Regions from separate parts of the Mus musculus genome. Here all the other regions are linked to region 2. Evidence: chromatin contacts called from public HiChIP or PLAC-seq, capture Hi-C and promoter capture Hi-C data. All regions are on one chromosome and are shown on one strand. Each heading gives the region's core, a stretch centred on a gene start, on an enhancer-like site or on the middle of the called end of the contact. The rest is flanking DNA. Distances are from core to core; before and after follow the strand shown.

Region 1 (2,700 bases), core at 108-2,607, 2.3 Mb before region 2:
TACCTCAGACAAGGCTCTGATATCTCAAATTCATAAAGAACTTCAGAAAATAAGGAAATGAATCTACCAGGAACAAATGGCCCAATAAATCGAACACAGTTTTCAAACGCTGAAATATGCACCCAGTAACTATCTTTAAAGAACTTAATGTCCTGAGCCACCAGCAAAATGCACACTGACACTGCTTTGCCATTCTACCCCACCCTAGTCAGAATGGCTGACAAGAAATCTGACGAATGATGGTGAGGAAGCAGAGAGGAACTCTTTTTTTTTTTTTTGAGACAGGGTTTGTGTGTGGAGCCTTGGCTGTCCTGGAACTCACTCTCTAGTCCAGGCTGGCCTCGAACTCAGAAACCGCCTGCCTCTGCCTCCCAAGTGCTGGGATTAAAGGCATGTGCCACCACGCCCGGCATAACAAATAAGTTTCTTACTTTTTTTTTTTTTTTTTTCTTTTTTTGGTTTTTCGTGACAGGGTTTCTCTGTATAGGCCTGGCTGTCCTGGAGCTCACTTTGTAGACCAGGCTGGCCTCGAACTCAGAAATCCGCCTGCCTCCGCCTCCCGAGTGCTGGGATTAAAGGCGTGCGCCACCACGCCCGGCCCAACAAATAAGTTTCTTTATAAGATAGTAATCAGACAGAGACGGAGTTAAGGGGGTAGAGAGAGGGCTCAGTGGTTTAAGGGCACGTGCAGAGGACTGGCGTACAAACATGGTAGCTCGGAAGATCAGTAACTTTAATACCAGGGTATCTGCGCTCTACTGGCCTCCATGGGTACCAGGCACGCATATATGTACGGTGCACATATATGCATGCATGCATGCATGCAAAACACTCATACACATAAAACCAGCCTAAAACCACATTATTAGACAAAAGATCCAAACGCTGCATAATTCAAAACCCAAAGATTGAGCGAGTCACAACAGCAAACCATCCCACAAAATCAGGGAATCAAGTATAAAGATCTTGTGCAGTTGAGATAAAAGTGTTGCCGGCGCCTTCCAGGTCCCAGAGTCATTTGATCCACGGCCTCCAGGGATCCCCACACCAGGATTCGAGCCAGTGGACTAGTAACCCCCGGGGCAACGCCTCCGAACCCCCTCCGGACAAAAACAGGAAGCTGAGCCCGGAAGGAGGAGGGGCTGCGCAGGCGCACTGACTGCACCCCGCTTTCCTCTCAGGAGTCTAAGGACAATGCTGGGCAGTCTTTCCGGAAGTGGGGGCGGAGCGTGGCAGGGACCTCAAAGTCCCCAGGCCTTGACTGGACCGCGCCCGGTACTTTCCGAGCCGCTTGCTCGCGGAGAGAGCGTGGCGTCAGCGGAGAAGCTGTGCTGGGTGGAGGGGCGGGGGCGTTCACGGAAGGGGCGGGGCGCTGGAGGGGGCGGGGCGTCGCGGAGGGCCTAGCTGCCCAGAGGTAGTCTCCAGCTCCGCGGTGCTGCTGAGGAGAAGGAGGAGAATGTGAGCCGCCGCCCGGCCTCCCAAGACGATGCTCGCTGTCGTGGGCGCGGCGGCCCTGGTGCTGGTGGCCGGGGCGCCTTGGGTGCTACCCTCAGCTGCAGGTGAGCCGAGGGGCCTGTGCGAGGGCCGGGCACCATGGAGGGAGAGCTGGGCGCGGGTGACCAGAGTCCGCGACGCCCGCCCCCTGCGCCGCTCTTCAGCCTGAGGACGCTACCCGGGCCGAGCCTCAGGGCTGCTGGTGGGCGGGAGACCAGACAGCAGCAGAAATGCGCTCCCAGCCTAGTGCGGTTTGTCCCGGGCTGAGAGGAGTGAGGTGAGAGGCCCCCTAACCGGCCCGAAGTCAAAACCAGGAAACCACTGGGCTAGTTACATCGGGAGAATGCCCACTAAGGGGAGAGACAAGAGTTTTCATAGTGATGTGAGGAACCTAAAAAAGACGACCTAGCCTCACTCCTGGAGGAAAGTTCTGATTCCTCTTAGAAATCTGTATATCTGGGAAGTAAGTGATTGCCCCAAGTCTCACCCCGAAGATGGCCCATTTCTGGCTAGACGTGCATGATGTACATGCAGGCAAAGTGGTCACACATATACAGTAAATCGGAAAAAGACTATTATGAACAGAATACTGTAACTGCTACAAATGCTCTTGGGTCTTTTGTTAATCTCATGAGCACATTTGCTGCTCTTTCTGCACAGAATCAGTAAATCCCAACAGTTGGACTGGAGATCAAGCTAAGAGGATACGGATAACAGGATAGAGTCAGTTTAGGGATGACATCAAAGACTCCGTTGGTGGTACTGGAAGTGTGGCTCAGTGGTAGTGTGCACTTAGCATAGACAGCACTGAGAAACTGACAACTCAGAGTGGGGAGACTTGATGGATAGCTCCTGGTGGCTGAAAAGAAAGAAATTCAGACATCTCAGATGCATCCTCTTACATAGGATGTAACTAGAGGCAGTTCTGTAACCCTCTGGAGTAGAAGCTTGACAGGCGACATGACATGATAGTCTGAGGCAGAAGTTTTCAAAACAGGAGATAACAGTGGAGCCAGACATAGCGTTAAAGGACACTTTTTAAAGTTAAAGCCTCGTTCGGGCTGGAGAGGCGGCTCACAGGTAAGAGCACTTATTGCTCTTGCAGAGGGACCTGGATTGGTTCCCAGCACACAGTTGGTGACTTGCAACCTTCCCTAAATCCTGCTTTGTTCCAGGGGATTGGAATACACTTTTCTGACTTCCTTG
Region 2 (2,700 bases), core at 93-2,592:
GGAGTTTGTCAACCTCAAGTACAAAGCAGACCAGCCTGGGTTACAGGAGGCTCTCTTTCAAAAAGAAAAACAAAGCGATTATGTGGATCTCAAGAAAATGTGGCGAGACAGGCTTTCCTCAGCTGCATCCCGTGGGGAATCCTCTTCCCTGATGAACAAGTATTTGTCCCACCCTAGGCACTGTTTTCCCCGCAAAGACAACCAGACTCGGATGAAACAGGAAAACAAGGCTGACCTGCTTGTTAATCCTGTCAACTTGACAAGATTTAGAATCCCCATGGGAACAAACCTCTGGTCAAATCCACAGGGGAGTTTCTAGACTAAGCTATTTGCAGTTCAGTGGAGAATTTGCGCAGCCTGGGCTGCTGACACTCTCTAGGTTGACTGCACGGCTCACTGACCGGCCATCATGGTTCAACTGTCTTGACAGCCACCTGTTCTGCAAGACTAGACACCAGTTTTGCTTATCTTGTGCCTCTTATTCACTCTTAAAAACAGTGAATACCACAGGTTTTAATTTTACATCCCCTTATTAATTTAAAAGTATTTAAGTTTTTACAAGCCTACAGTTAAAATATGAAGAGAAAACACAGTTGACGTGTAGGAAAAGGAGAGGATCCATCCCATACTGTAGTGTTTAATAGACAGCGGTCTATAATAAAGGATACTAAATTGTTTATCAGCAGAAGATGAACTGAACTTTTTTTCGTTTTGTTTAGTTTTTTTTTGTTTTTGTTGTTTTTTTTTTTTTTTTTTTTTCGAGACAGGGTTTCTCTGTGTAGCCCTGGCTGTCCTGGAACTCACTTTGTAGACCAGGTTGGCCTTGAACTCAGAAATCTGCCTGCCTCTGCTTTCCAAGTGCTGGAATTAAAGGCGTGCGCCACCACTGCCCGTCTGAACTTTTATAAATAAAAATATGACTATCGTTAAGACTGCAGTAAATACTCTTGCAAATCTTTTAACCTTCTCTTTACTTGTACTATTTAGCATCCCTTTCTTGACTAATTTCTACATGCTACTCGCTGCAGTACCGGGCTCCACACACACTGAATTAACGTGTCCGTGCGCTACCACTACCAGGATAAAAGCTGATGATTTTCAGGCAAACCCAAAAAGTAATTATTTTCTTCATTTTGTCCTGTAAGATTCCAGTAACATCATTACCAGCGGCCATGGATTACACTTTTGCAGTGCGATTTTCATCAGAGTTTGCCTAGCTTCTACACATCATTCTTCGCGCCAATCTTCAATCTCAAGGTCCAGCTACGCGAGGCGAGGAGCTCGCGCCCGCCCGCTCACCTACGCATGCGCCCAACGCCTGGGTCCTGCGCGCGCAGCAGGTCAGGCCCGCTCGGGCAAGCCTCTGCTGAGAATCCTAATTCGCCTTTGCCCGAGGCGGAAATGAGTGGGTGTGGCCTGGTGTTGTCGGTTCCGCCCCGGAAGTGGGCGGGGCGTTGAAGCCCGCGGCGGACTCGTAGCCTCCCAGTCGGGCTGCGGCCGAGGCCGGTCCTGGCTTTGTAGCTCACTCAAGATGGCGGCGCAGCCACCCACCGGGATCCGCCTCAGCGCGGTGAGCAGCCGCGAGGGGAGGAGCGGGCCGGGTCCCAGGAGGGCGGGCAGGCGGGCCAGCCAGGAGGTGGCAGTGGGCGGCGGCGACTCAAGGGCTGGCGCGGCGGCCGGGAGGTCGCGGCGGGGCCAAGGGTCCGCCGCCATGTCTCCTCGCTCGGAGGAGCGGCTGTAACGCGCGGCCGGTGCGCTCGCGGCATCTCGGGGCAAGCCGAGGCGGCCTCCCTCCCTCCCTCCGGCTCTGCGGCGCCCGACAGCTGTTGTGGGAGCCGCGCCCTCCGCGACCCGCCCGCCCCGGGAGCAGCCGCCGGGCCTCGTCGGGGCGGCGTGGGCTGCGGTGCAGCGCGGTTCCTGCACGCGTCCGTCCCTGTCGGTCCCGGCTCGGAGGAGCGGAGGCTAGGACTCATCTCCTCCGCTTGCTTGGCATGCCCCTGCCTTTTCGGGCCGAGCCCATTGGTGGCAAACCCTTTGGAGGTGGCTGGGAGTGGTCGCAGAAAAGGACTTACACTTTCGGGTCCAAAACATTGTGGGCGTGGCTTCACCTGATGATTCCTGCAAAGTTTTATTCTCTGCCGGCCCTGAGGTCTTAAGCGGGGAAAGTTACTTCCTTGATGTTTGAAGGATGGCTGCGGTGGCCCATGCCTGGCATCCCCAGCGCTCGGGTGACCGAAGCAGGCAAATTCTAGGACAATTTAGGGAGACAAGGGGAAGTCCTGTCTCAAAGGCAAAAAAAGCGGTACTACTGTGTTATGTAATTTCGTTGGCGAGCGGTAAGGATTTCCGGAGGTTAAAGCACCTCCCGTAGGTGCTCTTCAAGAATGCAGGTCTCCGTCCATTCATTAGGCTACTTCCGTCATTTGGGATGTGATAGCCCCAAGTGTGCATGAAGTGTTACCTAGTTTTATCGCGTCTGCCTTTTTTTTTTTTTGTGAGGTTGAGTATTCTTCACATTTTTTGTTATGTTTTGTTTTAAATTGCCTGTTAGTACGGTTTCCCCCCACACAGTTTATGTGTGTGTGTGTCTTATGCACCTGAAGATGAGGACTTCTGAACCCTCACTGCTAGTTATGAGTTGGCCCATGGGGTGCTGGTAACTGAATCCTGGTCCTCTGTAAGAGCAATTTGTGCTCTTTT
Region 3 (2,700 bases), core at 124-2,623, 2.3 Mb after region 2:
AAGTTACCACTCCTCGGAAATGTTAAGACAGGCACACACAACTGCTTCTGAGAGCTTAGTCCGAGCTCTCAGAAGCAGGAAATGAATTCAAGGCCAGCCTGGCCTACCCGAGTTCAAGGCAAGACAGTGGTACGTAATGACACCCTGTCTCAAAAAATAAATACACCGACTGACGGATGTCAACTTAAAGCCTGAACCGCTACATACAGCAAGATCAAGTGTGAGCCAACTTTCTAAAGGCAGTCAACACACAGTGCACGGGTCGGGGAAGCAGGGGTGCCGCACTGACATATTCACCACGGAGAACTCTGTGCGATCCTACAGAGGAAGGGAGTACAGTACAGGAAGGGGCCATTTCTCCACCTTGGGAGACTAAGGACTCTCTCTCTATTCCTGGGGAACAAGAGGTCTGAAAGTCTGGGCGGGGCAGAGAAAGGAGAGACCAATGAGAGCTCGAGTTACAAATCGGGAAGGGAGAGAGATGAGAGCGCCCCTCTCAGTGGCTGGCGGCCGCACCTGGAGCCCCAGCCCGGCCGCGAGCCAGGGGCGCCCCCGCCTGCGCCCGGCACCGCCCCCAAAACCATTTTCTGCCAAATCCCGCCCCCCACCCCGCCACCGCGAGCCCTCGGGGGTCGGGCCCGTCGCCCCGGGACGCCGGACCACCAGAGACCACCCCCGGGCGCGGCCCCGCGGCGCCCGCAGGGGAGCAGAGACCCGGCTGGGGGGCGCGGGCGCGCGGAGGACGCGGGAGCTGCTCACCAATTCCTCGTAGCTCCTGTTGTGCTCGTTGCCCTCCCAGTCCAACCTCTTCGGCAACAGCTGGAATGAGACACGAAAGGCGTCCGGGTGACCACCGCGGCCGGGAGGCCGGGCGGGACCGGGACGCGGGGGCGGGGACGGGGACGCGGGGGCGGCGGACCGACCTGGTACTGCTCCAGCTCCTGCACCAGCACCTGCGGCAGAGAAGACGCGCGGTCAGACCCCGTCAGCTGCCCCGCTCACCCCCGGTTCGTTCGCCCCCGGTTCGCTCGCTCGCCCGCCCGCCCGCTCGCCCAGCCGGCACTCACCTGCGCCGCTCGGCGACACGGGCCAGCTGAGAGGTAGCGGGCGATGAGAAAGTACAGCTCTGCGGGGAGAAGACAGGGACGGTCAGCGGCGGCTGCGCGACACCGGGCAGGGGACGCGCGGCCGTGTCTTACCCGACTCGATGAGAGGCACCGGACGTCGGGCCGGCGAAGGCTCCGCCATGGCGGGGCGCCGGGCGGGAGCGAGCGGACCAGCGAACAAGTGGAGCGCGTAGGCCGCGCCGAGGCCTGACCGGGCCGGCGTACCCCCAGCTCCTCAGGCGCGCGCCGCCGCCGCCATGCCGTGCGCGCCGCGCACCGACGCGTCCGCGGCAGGAAGTCGCGCGGGACCGAGGGGCGGGGAGCGAAGTAGTCCCCCCGCGGGGAGCCGGCGGCGTGGCACGACGCGGATGTGGCTCCTTGGCTGGGAGGCGGGCCTCGCCTCGGCGTCCTGTGCGTCGGGGGCGTGAAGCGCAAAAGGGGGCGGCGAGCCAGCCGGGGCTGCGTCCGCGGGGCGGGGGGTGGGGGGGCTGGGGCGCGCGTGGCCGGATTCCTGCGCGCGGTGAGGCGGCCGCCGGCCTTTGTGCGGCGGCGGAGGCGGTACGGCGAGCTGGAGTGGAGGGGGCGGGGCGGGGCAGGGCAGGGCGGAGCCTGGGAGGACGGTCACCTGGGCTGGGCCTGAAGACCCTGAGGCTGGGGAGGAGCTCTGCAGGAGGGTGGCTGAACCCAGAGCGGAGGCTGCGACACCACCTTACCCGCTGCCCTCCCGACCTCCCGCCGCCCCGCGTCCCGCGCCCCGCGATGGGTTAAAGATGCCCGGTACGGGTGACGGAATCTGGGAGTCCGCGATGACTTGACGGGAACTCAGAGGGCCCGTGGGAAACGGGCTGCGGCCACAAGTGTCAGTCGTTTTGTTGGAGGGGTGGAAGAGTTACAGAAAAATCCCCCTAATTACCGCTCTAGGCTCCTGACCCAACCGGATCTGTTTCACCACGTCCAGTGTGCGCTGACAAGCTCTGACGTAGAGTGCAGAACAGAACTAAACATGGCCATTGTTAGATTTATCGGGCAGCAGAGAGTCAGAAAAAGAGGCCTGACCTCAAACGACCTCGGCTCTTTATTCCCAAACACCAAAAGACAGTCGTCTTCCAACGGGAAAGCGAGCTCCTGTCGCGGGCTAGGGTGCGGCAAGGGAATTGTTTGTGTCTATAAAGAGTCTAGGGTGGTTCGGCTGTTTCTTTTCCTTAGGCTTAGGACATAGTGCTAGGGTGGCTCCGCATTCTTTTCTTAACCCCTGCGCCCCTGCGAAGGGCTGACCGAGCAAGGTCATTTGTAGGAGTCCTGTCTTGTGACCAAGGCGTTGTACCAGCTAGTCATTCTAGTGCCTGCGTGCGGAGGCAGAACGAGGTGTCCCAGTCGTGCCCGGGCAGTGAACCTTAGACTGGCTCCAACTATCAGGTGTATGATCCTAGGCAAATCACTTAACCTCTGTCTCAATTGGCCTTATCTGTAAATTGTAGCCAACAGTGCGGCTCCTTCCAGAGCTCAAGGATTTTATGAACTAATACGCATTTCCAGCCTCTGAGTTGACTTTCATTAATTACATGGAAAGTACATATGAATATGTAGATGGCCC
Region 4 (2,700 bases), core at 104-2,603, 2.2 Mb before region 2:
TATATAAAAAAGAAAGTCAGTTCTTTGTAACAATGTTGCTAAACAAGAATATATAAGTATCTATGACTTTTCTTGGTGCAGCTAGAAAATGACAGTGATGTTTGGCTATCACATAGTGTGACAGGAACTGAAGTCTACTGCTTGAAGACAGGGTTTCTCTCTGTGTAGCTCTGGTTGTTCTGGACTCACTTTGGAGACCAGGCTGGCTTCAAACATAGAGAGATCCACCTGCCCCTGCCTTCCATGTTCTGGGATTAAAGACATGCATACCTCCGCCCGGATCCAATGCACAGAATTTTAGATCTAGAAAGTTGTTAAAACTCATCTAACCTAATTTTCTCATTTTATAAGAAAACGGGTCCAGAAGGTTAAGCAACTCTTAAGGTTAACCAAAGAACTTACATTACCAGGTACTGCAAATGGTTAGGTTTGGGGCACAGTAAAGCTTAACTGCTTTTTGCTTGTTTGTTTTTGAGATAGGGTCTCTCTACATAGCCCTGGCTGTCCTGGGACTCATTATGTAGACCAGGCTGGACTTGAACTCACAGAGGTCAGCCTGCCTCTGTCTCCTGAGTGCTGGGACTAAAGGAGAGCATCCAAGCCCCACACTTGGCTTAGCTATACTCAGCAAATTACACATTTCCCTGAGCACAATTTGTGTTGTTGTTTTGTTTTGCATACAGTGTAGAATGGTCGTCACCATTTCCAAGTATCTAACTTGCTGCATATCAAACAGGGAACATACAGACCGGTACTCAGTGGGACACCAGATGGGACTGAGAATCAAGAATGCAAGCGACTTTAAGGTCTGCACCTCGCTATTTGCTAGGTGCCAGGGCAAGGAAGGGCGATAAAGGGTGAGAGAGCTTTTGCTGTATTTAAAAACGCATGGTCCTGTGGAAAAAGATACTGAACACTGACGAAAGGCAACGGAGTACTTACTGGAGGATTACTGATCCTTTGAATGTAAGGTGCGTTTTAGAAGTCATGGTAGCCCGATGTCACAATATAGGGGTCAGTGGATTTTAGAGTTGTCTGGGATGCCGGTGGTTATGCTCACCGTGGTGAGGGGTGCCTCAGAAGAGTGTCGGTCCGCTGCACCCCCTACTCACCTTCACAGACGTGATGGGGGTTCAGCGGCTCGAAGCTCAAGCTGCGCCTTTGCGCAGCACGCGTGGCCCGCTCCGTCCCTGTCTCGGCTACTGGACCCTCTGCCGCGCTACACTGCAGAGCCTTTCTTCATACCTTACTACGACAGGTAGTTTCCCTCACCAGGGACAGCGATCTCTTTCTTATAAAACCATCCCCCACGGAACAGAGGACAGACTCCCCTGGACGCTTGTTGTTGTGCCGGGGGCGATAGGCCCCGCCTCTACCCGCTTTCGAGGGCAGGGTTCGGCCGATTTGGATTGTGGGAAATGTAGTTCTCCGGCAGGTGCAGAGTAGAGGCATTAGGGCCTGGAGAGGAGTTATGGCTTGTGATAGATTTGTGACCCCAACGTGTATGTAATTTGAAGAGCACTGACCTCAGTAAATTGTTTTAAATGGAGGAAGATTAGGCCGTTTGCCTCTATGGGACACCTGCACCGTCAGTAGGCTTCTTTAAGCCTAGAAAGATGGTCTTTCCTTCAACCAAGTTTGGATTAAAGGTGTGCGCCACCACTGCCTGGCCCAGCCAAGTTTGTTTGGGTGGATGGCTCTTGTTTTTTGACACTGTCTCCCTTAGCCCAGGCTGGCCTCACACTCGCTATGTAGTAAAGAGGGATTTTGGGTTGCACATCCTCCATGCTTCCGTTTTCCAGGTGCTGGGATTACACAGTAAAATTGCTACTTGTTTATGGAATGTTGGGGATATAAAACCAAGGGCTTATGCATGCAAGGCAAGTTCTGTCAGGGCTCTGCGTATTGTACGATACCTCACCCCATTGAGCACCGCACATAGCCAGGGGTTGGAAAAGAAGGGAAAAATGTGTCTTTGGTTTTATTTTATTCTTTATTATTTTATTTTTATTAATTATTATTATTTGGTTTTTTTGAGACAGGGTTTCTCTGTGTAGCCCTGGCTGTCCTGGAACTCACTCTGTAGACCAGGCTGGCCTTGAACTCAGAAATCCACCTGCTTCTGCCTCCCAAGTGCTGGGATTCCCTGCCTCTTGTCTCTTGAATGGTTAAAGACATGTCACCGCACTCCATCCTAAAGATACAGTTTTAAAAAAATTAGCGGCACACTTTTAATCCCAGCATATAAAGGCAGAGTCAGGTGGATCTCTGTGAGTTTGAGGCCAGTCTAGTCTGAAACTCTGTAGACCAGGCTGGCCTTGAACCCACTTGCCTCTGCCTCCCAAGCGCTGAGATGAAAGGTGCGTGCCACATCTGGCTTTGAAAATCTTATTACACCGGTTATGTTTTGTATGTGTAGTTTCGTGTTTTGTATGCTGTGGTCTCTACTGGTGGAGTTGGTTGTCTGCTTCTGTCGTGTGGATCCTGGTGGTCAAGCTTGAATGAAGGTAGAGTCTTTACAGGTTGGGCTATCTCAATCTTGAATAACTAATGTGTATATAGTAGCCGCTCACACTCAATGTGTCTAAATAGTATTCTGTTGTGACCATCATGAGAGCCAAGCATTGTGGGAGTTTGGCTGTGCTGCCTGAAAAGTGTTAGCCCATCGCCCGGGCTTGCTGACTCAGCACAACCTTCATC
Region 5 (2,700 bases), core at 53-2,552, 2.8 Mb before region 2:
TGAAAACACGTGACTTACAGAGCACAGCCACAGCCCCAGACTCGAACATGAGACATTCTTCCTTATGCCTAGTTTCCACTATGAGGCTGAACGGTGGGGGATCCAATTTGTGGTAGATTCGAAATCCTTTGCTGAACGCCATTCTCCTTTCTTCAGAGGCAGCCCTGTGGAAACCAAGTCAATGCACCTGAGGTTTCCTTCTGCTGCAAGGACTGCTAGGCGTCCTCCTGAGGTCCCTCACTGACAAGTTTGATGGGGGTTGGGGGTAGAGAAAAAGAGAGCTCAGGGGTGAACGGTTTATTCCAAAAGATAAGGCGTCACCTTTTTTTTTTTTTTTCTTAACCAAAAGGCAAAAGGAAACGCGTCCAGTTCTCAAGATACGGCAGGACAAGGCAGGGGTTTTTAGCACCGTCGGTCCTGATTTGGATAAGGTGGATTTCCCATTTAATTTATGTTTCCCCAAAGGGAAAATCTGTAGCGTATTTTCAGTTGGGGTTGTTTATCGGCTTCCTGCTTCACGATCTGTCACTACGGGAAGGGAACTGATGGGGAAACTTCAAGCCGATCCCTAGGCGGAATGGGCAAGGGGATGGGAGGGAAGGTTAATCAGGCTGATTCAAAGCTCCTGAGGGGGCCGGAGAGGGACGGGATTATCACACCGCGGACTCTCCAGGGCGGCGGCGAAGGGCAGGGAAAGCCACACAGGTGACTGCCGCCTCCTGCCCAGTCACGAAGCTCACCGTGACGAATGGATCCCACCGCCACTCAACGAGATCCCGGGGAGCCGGGGGGAACTGAGGCACCGGGCGCTTCAGCGCCTCCATTACGCACCGCCAGAGATACCCGGGAGCCTGTGCCGACGGGGTCCTTTCCCGCCCGCTGGGTGACAGCCGCTGTCACGGCAAGCCACCCGCAGCCCCGGGGTCTCCACACAACCCGCCGCCCTCGGCCCTCGGCCGCCTCTCACCGCTTGCGACCCGGCTGCGACGGCCGCCACCGCTCAGGAAGCGTCCACCCGGCCGGCCGGCTGCCCCTGGGTAGAGCCCGGGCCGCTCCCCGCCCCCCGCCCTCCCGCCCGCTGCCTCACCTCTTCCTCCGGCTCCTCCTCCTCCTTCTCCCGCAGCCTCCGCCGCTACAGCCGCCCGAAGCGTCACTTCCGCTCCAGCAGGTCCAGCTCTTCCGCATTGCGCCGCTGCCCAGGCGGAAGGCCCGCCCCTTAGGGTGAAAGGGCGGAGCCGTTTCCGCCCACGCGGGACCGTGCTGCCGAGCAGGGCGCTTACTGGTCACCGGGTTCCTGCGGCCGCCGCGTCCTGGGTCCGTGAAGCGAGCCTCCGTCGCCCCGGGAGTGGGAAGGTGGCACGGCCAGGGGAGCCGGCAGAGGGAGGGTCCGTCCTCCTCGCGTGGAGCCCTGTAGCTCTGCCCTCCCCGCGGGCGACAGGGAGGGACTTCAGGAAAGAGCTGGGGGAGCCCGTGTTGATTCGTGCTCGAGTCGGGCATCAGGACCACCCCCTGCCGCCTCCGCAGACCTGATGGGCGATGGGCGAGTGCGAGGCGGGGGACGGTGTGCACCCCGCGCCGGCTGGGTGGCGCTCGAAGAGCTGTCCATGGTGTCTGTCGTCAGGGAGGCAGCAGGAGGCTGTTCCCTGGCTGTTTCAGTGTGTTCTCCGAGCTCCAGGGGCGATGGAAGAGTGCTCAACCGAATGCAGTGGAGAGTGGGGGAAGCCAGCAACCAGAAACTCCAGGCAGTCAAACAAAACATGGCTGTCACTGTCGATTTGCCAGCCGTGGAATTTTATAACTAAGGGCATCACACTGTTTCAAACTATCTTTTTAAACGAGACATTATGTCTAAAACTTGTGTCCAGCAGAATTATTCTGCCTATACTTCAGAGACAAAAATGGGAGGACATTGTAGTCCCTGGGGCTTTAGAGAGGAATTGAGAATCCAAGGAGCACGGCAATCATGTTCCATTTGCCTTTGCTTTCCCCTAGCCTCTTCCCCTTTTTACTTTCTTCCCAAAAGCACAATTTAAATATGACGTATTGCATAAAAACATTTCCTCTAACATGCTGTCATGTGACTCAACGCTTCTCTATTTTAGAGAAGACAAATCCACCCTAGTTTTAAAATATTAAAAGCAAACTAAACACAAGAGAAGCCACCTCCAGCCAAGGAGATACACACTTGGATTCAGTTCTTAGATCTTTTCACTTAGTCTCCTAAGAACAACTTTTACTTTTTTGTTGTGGTTACAGTAACCACAAGCTTATAATAACAATTGCTTGCTGTGAATTGTGGTTAGCCATTTTTCCCTCCCAAGAAGTGTCCATTTCAGGTGGGGACAGTCCTTTAAATAAAACAGGGATGTTTGAGAGTGGGATTTTTCTTAAGTGTGATGACTGTATATGACATGCACCGACAAAAACGGGTTCAGGAGAGCTGGCCACTGAATTGTAGTACTTTGGAGGTAGCTTTTGTTTTTTGAGACAAAGTAGCACAGAGCCCAGGCTAGTGTGCCAACCATACCTGGTTTACGTGGTGACAGACTGAACCCAAAGCTTCATGCGTACCAGGCAGGCATTCTACAAGCTGGGGGGCATCCCCAGCCCTAGGGATGAACCTTTTTATGACAACTGAAATTACCCCAAGTGGAGCTGTAATCAAACTTGCTTACCCCATCATTCTTTTCACACCAAGAA
Region 6 (2,700 bases), core at 58-2,557, 2.3 Mb before region 2:
CAGCACCTAGCTGGCCTTGCCCTGACAAAGTTGCCTTGGGGAAAGGAGAGAAACGCTTGTCTTTGGGGGGTTGTATGCTTGAGGCATGGGGTACAGATCCAGGGAATATGCCCTTAGCACTGTGCTGAGGGAGGGAGATTCTAGACAGGGGTGTGGTAGGGAGTGGGGTGAGGCAGTAGTAGCACTTCCAAAGGCTTACCATTTGGGGTCAAGACCACAGGCTGAAAAGCTTAGTGATCACAGGTCCTTCGTGGCTTTAGCTGAGTCCTTTTCCTTACCCTGTCTCATAAAAATAAAACATGCCGGGGGCAGGGCACGGGGCACTCAGAGGGGTATACTTATAATCCACAGCCTGTGTGGTTAGGTTTTCTCTCCTCTGCGGTTTTCAACACGTCCTGTTGAGAGGATCCCCACAGCCCTCCTCTTCTCCTTGGCATGTAAGTACATTTCTGGGTCTTGAAATTCTCAAGTCATAGTTCAAATTTTTGCTAGATAATTTCATCACGTATTTTTATAACAGGCCAACTTCTGGAGCCACAGGCACAAGGGAAGGGTTTGGGGGCCCACGACTAACCCCTGAGAGGTAGAGATGTGAGGATCTGTGAAGTTCAAGGCCAGCTTCAACTACAGTTTAAAGTGGCTTCCTAAGACTGAGGCCTCAGCGGTTAGGAGCAATAGCTGCGGTTCGATGACCCCTTTCTTTGACTCTTGTCTCCCTCTAACCATTCCTTTCGTTGCCCCCTTTTTTGTGGCCGAGGTGTGAACGTCTCTGCCAACAGGCTGGCCACTGGGGAAGGCTCAGGCTGGGAGCCTATCCCTGCCCTGCTCTGGGGTCACTTCCTCGTAGCTTCACAGCCACAGAGGGCCAAACCCACAGACTATTAAGCAACCAGTACAGTTCCTCTAGCTTTTCTTCCTCTGTGACACCACGGCCTAGAGGGTCCTCTCTGCTATACCCTTAAGTAGCCCTTTGCTTAAAAGGATTCAAAGCTTAGCACGATCTTTCCGGTCATTAAAGAGAACAGAATTCAAAATAAATGGGTCCTTAAATCGTACGTGGCGGGAGTCCGAAGTGGGGTGGGGTAGGGTGGGGATGGGTGTCCACGGGTCTCTCCAGAAGGATGGTACTAGAGATCTCTGGCCACACATTGGAGGTCGGCTCGGCGAGGTGTGGCCGGAGTCACCGGGGCTGTGTGCTGGGCTGCGGGGGCCGCGGTTCCCGGGAACACCGGGGAAAGTCCCCACGGGCCGGGCGGGGGCGGGGCCGGGCGCGGTGGGGGCGGGGCGGGACGCAGGCGGGGCGAGGCGGCTCTGCGGCTAGGCTGGGGAAGAGGCGGGCGCTCGGCTCGCCATGGCCGCTGCGGTGCGAGTCTGAGCGGCGTCCACCCCGCGGTCCCGGGCCGCCCGGGCCATGCGGCCTTTGCCACTGTGGCTGCCGTCGCTGCTGCTCTGTGGGCTCGGTGCCGCGGCGTCCTCGCCAGGTAAGCGCGACCCAGGAGACCCCCCACCCCACCCCCGACTCCTCGGGCTCTCCTGGGTGTCGCGTCCGCGCGTGGGTGGCTCCGGGAGCTTGCACCCGGCACAGGGTGGGGTTCTGCAGTCGTTCCCGATCTGCGGGTGACCGCGATCGGACGGGGCACCGACCAGGAGGAATCTGCAAGAGGGAGCTGCAGTGAGTGTAGCGTGGACCACGGGGAATTCCAGGCCTGGAGGTGGAGAGCCCAGTTCGTCTTTGGCTCCTTGGTGCCAGGGAGATCAGCTGACGGGCAGGACCAGTATTTGTCTGGGCAGCCTATAAAATCCTCGTACTCAGTTCCTCGGGATCTTATAGATGGGGAGCAGAAATGCCTGTGTCCCCTCCAGTGTATGGGGACAGAGGGTCAGCTGAGGCACACTTTTAATCTCAGCTCTATCCTACTCCGCCCACACAGCCCTTTACCGGGGTTCAACTTCCCACTTTTGTCACCAACCTGACTGTATTTATGAGCCAGTCATCAAAACCAACAAAAGAAAGACATCACTAACCAAGAACATTCTTCCTACGTGATTATATTTTGCTGGGTTCTTTCCCGTGCAGAGATCATATCAAAGCTTGGATATCTGGAGTCCACAGTGGTAGTGGGGTGCACCCTTGTGAAAACACAGAACTCAGGATGAGAAAAAGGGGTCCTGAAGTTTCTGGCCGGCCGGGCCGGCTTGGTTTACTCAGTGGGTCTTGCTGTTGTTGTTTATTTTGTTTTTTTTATAGTTTGGCCATTAGTTAAATAAGCCTACGAATTGGGACGTTCCCTCCCATTGGAAGTGGTGTTGAGGAGTTAGTTGGTCCTCTGTCAGCATCCCTGCAAAGGCCCTTAAGTTCCCTTTCTCCTTAAGGGCAGAGGAGCACAGGAGGATGAGTGGGTTACGCAGTTAACTTGTTCTCCTGGAGTCAGACAAAGACTTTAAACCCTGGCTCTGATGTTCCCCATTTTGCCTTGAGCAATCTGTGTCTGACACACCCACACACACAGGTCTCCTTTGGAGGAGAGCCTGCGATTGTCTGAGATGTCTGTGAACTATGTGTTCAGAAGTTGATAGGCGTATTTAGAAACTTTACAACAGACATTTTTCTAATGATTAACTTTTTATTATGCTCCACAAAAGTCGTGGTCTGTGGCTCATTAACAACAAATTGGATCCTTAGATATTTTGAAAATGGTA
Region 7 (2,700 bases), core at 116-2,615, 2.2 Mb before region 2:
ATGGCTCAGTGGTTAAGAGCACTGATGAGGTCCTGAGTTCAATCCCCAGCAACCACATGGTGGCTCACAACCATGTGTAATGGGATCCAATGCCCTCTTCTGGTGTGTCTTCAGACAGTTACAGTGTACTCACATACATAAAATAAACAATTCTTTAAAAAAAAATATTGTATACTACAAAGTACCCAGAAATAGGAAGTACTAATTTGCTATGTGTTGTTACTTCATATACCTAATTGATACCTATTGCTTAGAATAGAAGCCTTGTGTTCAAATTCTAGCACCAATAAAAGGAGGGGGGGGAGCAAAGATATTATCAAGATATTTACTTATGTAGAAGATGGTTACGGAAAGAAGAAAACTGAAATATGTAAATTCTAAATTGATCCTTTACTTTGGGATTACATATTTAAGGAAAACCCAAGCAGACTGGTAAGGTTAAGAACACTTAGTTCTCTTGCAGAGGGCTGGGGTTTAGTCTCCCAGCACCCACAAGGTGGCTCACAAACATCCTAATCTGGGTCTGGAGACTGAATGCTTTCTTCCGGCTTCTTTGGGGCGTTCATTGTATGCACGTGGGCACAAACATACATGTAAGGGACAACGCTCCTACACATAAGATAGACTTTAGTTCAATTCTGTGTCATTTTCTTAGAGAAATAGCTGAAGCCATTAAACTTTTTAAAAAATCTAACTTGAATAAGAAAGCAGTGCAAGAAGACAATTTTCATTTTACTAGTCAGGATCTGTGAAATAGCAGGACTGGTCTCTTCACCAGCAGCGGCTGGGTGCCTGGGCTCCGGTGTCAAGGCCTTACTAGCCGGGAGACTCGGAGAGTCTTTTGTAACTTCTTGGGTGTCAGTTAACTAACAGGCAATTTATAGCGAGAACAAGAGAATAGGGTAAGGAGAGAATAAAAGAATCGGTTAAAACCACTTCCAAATATTTGTTTTGAAAAAGTAGAAACCAAATACGAAAGTGGTCCAGGTAAATGGTTAGTTACTGTGATAAAACTAGAGCGGATAAAAAAACCATCGGTGTACAGGGTCTGTCTTTACAAGGCAGAGATGCACAGAAACCTGGACCCGGCCTCAGAATTAGAAAGCTGGGAAAGAACTACCTGGCCGACCTCCATCAAGGCCGTGCAAAGCACGTGGGCTTTTCGCCAGTCACGCCAGTTTCGTTTCAAGAGTAGCACCGGTCGCTGAGGTTAAACCCATGGGTCAAAGCGTTTAGGCAGTCCACGCATCATCTTAAGAACTAAGGCATTCACGCACCTGCAAGCCCCGCCACGCAGCTCCGGCTCGCACCCGCCACTCGCACCCGCCGGAAGTTGGCCCGGGGAATCCAGCGCGCCCCGGCCTCTGCCCCGCCTCCGATGGACTCGGCTGCTCATTGGCCGCAGCCCGCCTAGGTCCCCGCCCGCGAGGCGACCCGTGGGGGTTCCTCCCGCCTTAGGGTGCGGTCGGAGCCCGCTGCCTAGCCGGGCTCAGAATCCCTGGCACCACGATTAGAGCTGATGATGCTCGTCAGGGGCTGTCACTTAAGGTCCCTGCGTTTACCCCAGAGCCTCCTACACTGGGGGCAGAGCCGAGGCTGCCTGACTGTGGCTGCTCACCAAGCGCCAGGGCGGAGCGGCCAGGGCTGGACTCCGGAGCAGCTCAAGCGCACTGCGTTTAGAACGCAGGTCGCTCAGACGCTCCAGCCTTTGCTAAAAACTACGCGAGGCCGGTTATAGCAAGCATCGAGGCAGAATGGGAATGGCTCCTTTCCAACTCATAGTGGGGACGCGGGACGGGGATTTCTTTCTCATGCACGTCTCCCTGACCAAAGTAAACTTGGCGCTTGCAACAAACGCGTTCGAGCTCCGTGCCGGACAAGCCGAGGCTTTTCTCGTCCCCCAGCTTTTTTTTTTTTCCATGGCCTCTAATCTCAGGCATTTACTCCCTATAGAAAGCCTCTTAGGAGTCCCCGCAGGCTGAGGGGATCAACAGCCGAAGCTGTCGCGGTCGCCTCGGGAGCGACTTCTCCTGTAATGGCGCCTGCGTCAACCACTAACATGGCGGCCGAGTTCGTGCGCGGCGCAAACGTCAGCAGCTCTACCCCGGCGGCTCAGAAACAGCGGAGGAGAGCGGGCCGGTGTTCGCTGATTGGCTCGTGGGTGGAGCGAGCCCGTGCGGACGCTCCCTCACGAGCCAATCAGGAAAGGGATAAAAGGAATTGGCCGCTGCGCCTCCTCCCGAGGCATGCTGGGAGCCTGGAGGACTAGCGAGGAGTAGTTGAGAGAACGGAGCGGACGCCATGGCGGCCGACATCGAGCAGGTTTTCAGGTCTTTCGTGGTCAGTAAATTCCGGGAAATACAACAGGAGCTTTCCAGGTAAACGCTTCCCAGACTTTTCTGCTCCTCGCGGGCTGTTAGGGCTTCATCTAGCCTCCCGTGGCATCTTTCACGGAACGCCGTCGTTTCTCGGCTCAGGCCCCGCTACGGCCCCGCCTGGGCCTGGGATCCATTTTCCGCCCCCCCCCCCACCCCCCCAGTTCCCCGTTCGTTCCTTTCGCGAAAGATCGTCTCTTCCGCGGTGTCGCACACGCCGTTTCTTTCTTCCAGTTAAGACGGTCACCTTTCCCTCGTTTGGACACCCCCTACCCTCCAGCTACTCGGAGGCCCGGCGTCCACCAGGGACGGGCCTAGTTCCCTT

The links. Promoter capture Hi-C pulls out the DNA fragments that hold promoters and counts their contacts. HiChIP or PLAC-seq counts read pairs in DNA pulled down with a chosen protein or histone mark. Capture Hi-C pulls out chosen DNA fragments and counts their contacts.
Region 1: a contact with region 2 is called in a promoter capture Hi-C map of neutrophils, with 6 times the contacts expected there. The contact joins the promoter of Ifnar1 here to the promoter of Morc3 in region 2. A contact is called at or near these places in 2 of 39 promoter capture datasets (neutrophils and pre-B cells) and 1 of 9 other capture datasets (liver).
Region 3: a contact with region 2 is called in a promoter capture Hi-C map of embryonic stem cells, with 2.9 times the contacts expected there. The contact joins the promoter of Brwd1 here to the promoter of Morc3 in region 2. A contact is called at or near these places in 2 of 39 promoter capture datasets (embryonic stem cells and pre-B cells) and 1 of 115 datasets of contacts at active chromatin or transcription factors (astrocytes).
Region 4: a promoter capture Hi-C map of liver shows a contact between it and region 2, with 5 times the contacts expected there. The contact joins the promoter of Dnajc28 here to the promoter of Morc3 in region 2. A contact is called at or near these places in 5 of 39 promoter capture datasets (hippocampal neurons, liver, neutrophils and 1 more).
Region 5: a contact with region 2 is called in a promoter capture Hi-C map of liver, with 2.7 times the contacts expected there. The contact joins the promoter of Synj1 here to the promoter of Morc3 in region 2. A contact is called at or near these places in 3 of 39 promoter capture datasets (hippocampal neurons, neutrophils and pre-B cells), 1 of 115 datasets of contacts at active chromatin or transcription factors (embryonic stem cells) and 2 of 9 other capture datasets (adipose tissue and liver).
Region 6: a contact with region 2 is called in an H3K27ac HiChIP or PLAC-seq map of bone marrow-derived dendritic cells, with 10 times the contacts expected there. The contact joins the promoter of Ifngr2 here to the promoter of Morc3 in region 2. A contact is called at or near these places in 2 of 39 promoter capture datasets (hippocampal neurons and liver) and 1 of 115 datasets of contacts at active chromatin or transcription factors (bone marrow-derived dendritic cells).
Region 7: a capture Hi-C map of embryonic stem cells shows a contact between it and region 2, with 6 times the contacts expected there. The contact joins the promoter of Gart here to the promoter of Morc3 in region 2. A contact is called at or near these places in 7 of 39 promoter capture datasets (the 3T3-L1 cell line, the C10 cell line, embryonic stem cells and 3 more), 4 of 115 datasets of contacts at active chromatin or transcription factors (astrocytes, bone marrow-derived macrophages, embryonic stem cells and 1 more) and 3 of 9 other capture datasets (adipose tissue, embryonic stem cells and liver).

The regions. Positions count from the first base shown.
Region 1 is chr16:91,483,858-91,486,557 of GRCm38.p6, forward strand. It overlaps Ifnar1 (interferon (alpha and beta) receptor 1), which reads left to right and starts at 1,358. Exons shown (of 11, transcript NM_010508.2): 1 at 1,358-1,559. The coding sequence starts at 1,487.
Region 2 is chr16:93,830,779-93,833,478 of GRCm38.p6, forward strand. It overlaps Morc3 (microrchidia 3), which reads left to right and starts at 1,343. Exons shown (of 17, transcript NM_001045529.3): 1 at 1,343-1,570. The coding sequence starts at 1,532. It overlaps Gm30881 (a long non-coding RNA gene), which reads right to left and starts at 2,314. Exons shown (of 3, transcript XR_876266.3): 1 at 2,073-2,314.
Region 3 is chr16:96,081,055-96,083,754 of GRCm38.p6, forward strand. It overlaps Brwd1 (bromodomain and WD repeat domain containing 1), which reads right to left and starts at 1,374. Exons shown (of 42, transcript NM_145125.3): 1 at 1,200-1,374; 2 at 1,068-1,126; 3 at 924-953; 4 at 760-819. The coding sequence starts at 1,248.
Region 4 is chr16:91,617,646-91,620,345 of GRCm38.p6, forward strand. It overlaps Dnajc28 (DnaJ heat shock protein family (Hsp40) member C28), which reads right to left and starts at 1,354. Exons shown (of 2, transcript NM_138664.2): 1 at 1,113-1,354.
Region 5 is chr16:91,010,006-91,012,705 of GRCm38.p6, forward strand. Synj1 (synaptojanin 1) reads right to left here and starts at 1,303. Exons shown (of 32, transcript NM_001164483.1): 1 at 1,088-1,303; 2 at 19-164. The coding sequence starts at 1,185. 4930404I05Rik (RIKEN cDNA 4930404I05 gene) reads left to right here and starts at 1,244. Exons shown (of 3, transcript NR_028368.1): 1 at 1,244-1,314.
Region 6 is chr16:91,545,752-91,548,451 of GRCm38.p6, forward strand. Ifngr2 (interferon gamma receptor 2) reads left to right here and starts at 1,308. Exons shown (of 7, transcript NM_008338.4): 1 at 1,308-1,481. The coding sequence starts at 1,412.
Region 7 is chr16:91,645,607-91,648,306 of GRCm38.p6, forward strand. It overlaps Gart (phosphoribosylglycinamide formyltransferase), which reads right to left and starts at 1,366. Exons shown (of 22, transcript NM_010256.2): 1 at 1,278-1,366. It overlaps Son (Son DNA binding protein), which reads left to right and starts at 2,218. Exons shown (of 12, transcript NM_178880.4): 1 at 2,218-2,378. The coding sequence starts at 2,302.